Linked DNA regions of Sus scrofa: region 1 is linked to region 2. A link is a contact called in public promoter capture Hi-C data. All regions are on one chromosome and are shown on one strand. Each heading gives the region's core, a stretch centred on a gene start, on an enhancer-like site or on the middle of the called end of the contact. The rest is flanking DNA. Distances are from core to core; before and after follow the strand shown. Region 1 holds the start of ALDH7A1 (alpha-aminoadipic semialdehyde dehydrogenase). Region 2 overlaps ALDH7A1 (alpha-aminoadipic semialdehyde dehydrogenase).

Evidence for each region. Promoter capture Hi-C pulls out the DNA fragments that hold promoters and counts their contacts.
Region 1: a promoter capture Hi-C map of liver shows a contact between it and region 2, with 3 times the contacts expected there. The contact joins the promoter of ALDH7A1 here to the enhancer-like site in region 2. A contact is called at or near these places in 1 of 5 promoter capture datasets (liver), 8 of 47 Hi-C or Micro-C datasets (alveolar macrophages, brain, embryonic fibroblasts and 3 more) and 1 of 2 datasets of contacts at active chromatin or transcription factors (alveolar macrophages).

The regions. Positions count from the first base shown.
Region 1 is chr2:129,708,349-129,711,048 of Sscrofa11.1, reverse strand. ALDH7A1 (alpha-aminoadipic semialdehyde dehydrogenase) reads left to right here and starts at 1,321. Exons shown (of 18, transcript XM_013995069.2): 1 at 1,321-1,580. The coding sequence starts at 1,389.
Region 2 is chr2:129,671,659-129,674,358 of Sscrofa11.1, reverse strand. All of the region lies in intron 13 of ALDH7A1 (alpha-aminoadipic semialdehyde dehydrogenase), which reads left to right. Among named protein-coding and RNA genes, the nearest start is that of ALDH7A1, 37 kb to the left of the region's middle. Within about 2 kb of position 1,323, at least 1 of the 83 cell types and tissues checked has an H3K27ac peak or open chromatin away from gene starts, as enhancers often do. A contact at or near this core is called in liver, where this site is marked.

The DNA of each region.
Region 1 (2,700 bases), core at 72-2,571, 37 kb before region 2:
TAATTTATATGGGTCTGCCTAGAGCAATAGTTAGTGTCCCTCACTCATGCTCTGACAAATCAGATTCTGAATTTGGAACAATGAATCTGTATCTTGGGTGGTGGTGAGTTCTTCAGTTTACTGCTCCCTTGGGGCAAGCATCCATGTTTATGTTACATCCCTCTGCCTTCTGACCAGCTGTCTTTGAAAAATGAAGACAGCCAGCATTCACAGAGGACTTCCCAAGCACAGGCCATTTGTACTTAGGCTTACACCAGTCTTTAATCATCTGCCTATAATGCCTTTGATAAGTCATTTGAAAAGCAGAATCAGCCATTTGCTGACTCTTCCACTTTTAATACACAACTGGTTCAAGGTGTCCCAAGTTCAGCCACTTCATTTGAATTTCTATAGGGCTTTGCAGTTTTTATATATGCTTTCATATTGGATCCATTTGATTCTCTTTCATGTGTGAAATGTGCTTTCATATGATTCATTTAATTCTATCTCTCTCTGCTCTGCACCATCAAAATTCATTGTTGGTGATTTTTTCTGACCTCCCATCTGGCAGGCTAAGTGAGTTTGGAAAAAAGAAAGTGGAAGGGTGATACAATCCCTTTTTTCCATATAGGCAGTTGCTGGGGTCTGTCATCCCAGAATTGGTTTAGAGAGATCCTGAACCTCTCTCCTTGACTAAGTGAAGCGAAGGAAACGAACATCCTTGAGAGCATTATGTGCTGCTCCTAAAATTTAGTGCATCTGTAAATGTCTTTTCATTTTTTGAATCAAATGGAGAAGAGAATGGAAGGATATGTTTGGGGGATACATGTACAAAGAATCTTACTGGCAGCTGGAATGTGAGAATTAAGTACTCTGTTAAAATGTCTGAGAATTAGGAGAAAACTCTGATTTATAATTTAACAAAGCGATAAAAACCAATCCTTTCTCTGCCACAAAAAAAAAAAAAAAAAAAACCTCCTTTGACTACTCCGGGGAACAGCAGTGTCATAATCAAGGACTCTCAGGTTCCGGTCCATACCCCCAAATCAAAATGTGCATTTAACATGATGGCCAGGTGATGACTTACGTACTACAATCTGAGAAGCCCCTTTCCAACCGATTGTATTTTAGAGTCGCTATTTTGCTTAAAAAAATTTCTAGCTGATGCCGCTGTTCCCGGCGTCTTTCACCAGATGGCAGTAGCCCTCTCACTTCCTCTGGGTTTCACCATTGTTCCAGGCCGGGGTTAAGCCCGCAGCTCCCGCGAGGACCCATAGACGGGGCGACGGCGGGGGGCGTGTCCCAGGGGCGGGTCCGGGCCTGTCCAATGGGCTCCGTCGGATGGGGGGCGGAGCCCTATTTCTGCAGCTCCTCAGGGCCGCAGGCGTGGTGCTCTTCCCTGGGTCAGTATGTGGCGCGCTTCTGGTCAGCTGTTTGTGCACGTTGCAAGGAAGCGCATTCTTTCAGGACCCTGGGACCGGCCTGCCGCCTTCATGTCTACGCTGCTCATCAATCAGCCCCAGTATGCTTGGCTCAAGGAGCTGGGGCTCCGCGAGGAAAATGAGGGCGTGTATAACGGAAGCTGGGGAGGCCGGGGAGAGGTATGCGGGCGTCCCGGGAAATCTCTGCTGCCTCCCTTGGCTCCAGGAGGCCCACCCGGCGCCGCCCAGCCAGAGTCCTTGTGGACGCTGCCGGCGGTTGTATGGGGTGGGAAGTTTTCCTGAAGCTCCACATTTAAAGCTTTCTCACGTAGAATGTCTTAAAAACACTCTTAGACGTTATTTGAGGTCCTGTGTTCTCTGCAGGATCGAGTTCATTTTGGATCTGGTTAGGGTTGAACTTCTGCATACTTGAAACAACATGGCAGAGTTCTGCGCTCGATTGTGAGAAATGCCACATGCTTAGCGGTGGAAATTAGCTGAATTACATGCTTGACTGTGGCTCCTCACATGGTACCTGAGCCACAGGTAATGTGCTACAGTGTAGTTTTATATAGTCTTTCCTGAAATCCTTTGGGGTGCAGGCTCGGATCTGCTAAAATCCCGTCATGTTTGCGTTGGGCTCTGAGTTTCCTTGAAGGCCGCGTTTTCAGCATTTCTTTATTTTCAGATCCAAACATCATGCCTGACACCCAGTTAATGCTCAATAAAAAGTTTTGGAGAATATGATGTAAGGGTAAGGTTATTATCGCCCACATTTTGGGGGGAGCTGAATACAGAAAATTTTTTTTTTTAAATGTTGTATAACATCCAACAGTTCAATGAAACTGCTTTGTTAGAGGAAACATGTCTTGTTTATCTGTGACTATAGGTGATACAGGTGCTTTTAATTGTTCCCCAAATCCTCCCAGCCCCATTGTTGGTTCATCCTGTTTTTCCTGTGGCATCCCGTTGTTAGGCTGTCGACTTTAAAAATAGGCCCAACTTAAAAGCTGAGAATTAAGTTCTATTTGGGACGAAATGAGGACTCTAGCCCAGGAGGCAGCATTTCTGGTAGTTTTGAAATACGGCTCCAAAGAGATGATGGGCGGGGGTGTGTGTGAGTATTTACGTGATTTTTGGTGAAGGGGGAGGTCCATGCAACCAAGCACACATTTTACAGAAAGTAGGTGTAGTCTCTCGTTCAGGCTACCACTGGTCATGAGGAGCAGACGTCATCACGAAGGATTTTAGTACTTTTCTAGGTATGAGGAGATGCTAGAATTGGGTTCATAAAATGCTC
Region 2 (2,700 bases), core at 74-2,573:
CCGGCCCTGGAACTGCCGAGTGCCCTGGGTGCAGCCAAAAAAAAAAAAAAAAGAAACCAAACAAAAACCTGTATTTAACAGTGACTTTAAAAGTCATTTAAAGCAAGGAGTCAAAAAAGACATTACAGCTGCCCCCCACCTCCTCTGCCCCCCAAATACATACACAAACTTTTTTTTTTTTTTTTTTGTCTTTTTGCCATTTCTTGGGCCGCTCCCATGGCACATGGAGTTTCCCAGGCTAGGGGTCTAACTGGAGCTACAGCTGCCAGCCTATGCCAGAGCCACAGCAACTCGGGATCCGAACCGCATCTGCAACCTACACCACAGCTCACGGCAACGCCGGATCGTTAACCCACTGAGCAAGGCCAGGGATCGAACCCGCAACCTCATGGTTCCTAGTCGGATTCGTTAACCACTGCGCCACGACGGGAACTCCCATTTTTAACACATATTACTATTGACAAAACATTAATCAGTCGATCTAAGAAAGAAAGGGAAAATTTTATTTGAGCCAAATGGAGGATTATAACCTGGGATAGCATCTCAGAAAGCTTCAAAAACTGTTCTGCTTATTAGAAGTCAAGACACAGTAATGTAAGTTTTTTGAGACTGAAGGCGGTACATGAAATGACGTACTACTGACACTATACAAAATGTAGGTCTAAGTGTCATTGCGGCCCCTTACGAGATCAAGAAGGAATGTTATCTTTTAAGACGTTGTCTTATAGATGCTGGAAGAATTTGCTCTTTATGGTTTAGCAGATGTTTCTGCCGATGGGGGAGGCTTGATTGAAGCACAGTACAGATGCACAATGCACAGTACAGGGGAAGAGGAGGCCAAATGGCAGAGAAAATTTTTGATGTTTATGTTTTTCTTGTCTTGCTGTAAAATGTGAATTTCATTCACTCTATTTATTGGACTTCAGATATAGATCCGAGGTGTTTTCTTCATGTTTGGTAGGAATTTTTCCTTGTCCTTGAATAAGCTATACCTGTAGTTTATTATCTACAAGTCATTTTCTCTTTGTTTAAAAATCACTGAGATCTGAGTCTCTTGCAAAGCTCTCTGAGGGCAGAATCCTTGTCCCTAGTCTCTTAACCCTGACATACCCGCATCTCATTGGATGGAGGGGGTGCATGCATATATGTGTTTTTTTGTTACTTATTTACGTTGTGGTTTTTTAGGCATTTAATCTTTAAAAGTAATTCACTTTTCCCCTTTGTGTAATATTTACTTAAGTTACATGATGCAATACGATATTGGAAGAACAAAAACAGCTGCCATGCACAGGGTTGGAAGTAGATACAGATGACTCTTGGTAAACAGACAGGTCAGAGGATGAGAGCACAATTAAACAGGCACACTGGAGAGCTGATCATTAGCCAAGCAGCTTGCCGCAGGTGTCAGAATATTTCATAGATGCGAAGTAGAAACCAACTAGTGATGTGGTTATGTGGAGGTTAGTTAGGAAATTGTCTGCAGTACGCCCTTTGGAGCTTTGGATTTCTGTATTAATATGTGTTACTCCGCTAGGGCCGCCGTAACAAGATATCACAGACGAGGTGGCTTAAACAACAAATTTATTGTCATACAGTTCTGGAGGCTGATTCCAAAATCCAGGTGCTGGCAGGGTTAGTTCCTGGGGAGGCCTTTGTCCCTGGCTTGCAGGCCTGGCCACCTTCTCTCCATGTCTTCACGTGGTCTTTGCTTCCTGTGTAGAGAGACGAGGTCCTTTCTGTCTCTTCTTCCTCCTCTTAGGAGAATGTTGGTTCTGTCTGACTGGCCCTCACCCACATGACCTCATTTAACCTGACCTCAGTAACCGTCCTTTCTCCAATTATTATTATTTTTTGTCTTTTGTCTTTTTAGGGCTGCACCCAAGGTATATGGAGGTTCCCAGGCTAGGGGTCTAATCCGAGCTGTTGCTGCTGGCCTACACCCACAGCCACAGCAATGCCAGATCTGAGCCGCATCTGCGACCTACACCACAGCTCATAGCAGTGTAGGATCCTTAACCTGCTGAGCAAGGCCACAGATCAAATCTGAAACCTCATGGTTCTAGTCAGATTCCTTTCCACTGCACCATGACGGTAACTCCACCTTTCTCCAAATTTAGTTACACTAGAGGCGTTAGGACTTTAAAATAAGAATTTGGGGGAATGGAGAGTGAGAATACAGTACAGTTTATAACATAGTGGGTATTTATTTATTTTTGTCTTTTTTTTTTTTTTTTGAGGGCCACACCTGGGACATAAGGAAGTTCCCAGGCTAGGAGTCAAGTTGGAGCTGCGGTTGCCAGCTTACACCACAGCCACAGCAACTCAGGATCTGAGCCATGTCTGCAACCTGGACCACAGCTCACAGCAGCGCCAGATCCTTAACCCTCTGAGTGAGGCCAGGAATCAAACCTGTATCCTCATGGATGCTAGTTGGGTTCGTTACTGCTGCGCTGTAATGGGAGCTCCAGATGAACGCTTTTTTAGATTATATAAATTCAAAAATATCTACCTGTAACTGTTTTTTTCAGTGTGACTTGATCATGATACCTGGTCCAGTTCTCTATCCTTAACTCTCTCTTTTTTTGGTTCTGACCAAGTTAGAACCAGTAGGAAACAGAAAATTTTCTTTCATGATGGGAATTTACTTTGGAGAAATAATTCACTTATAAATGGCATTTATTTTTTTTCTCCTAAGTACAG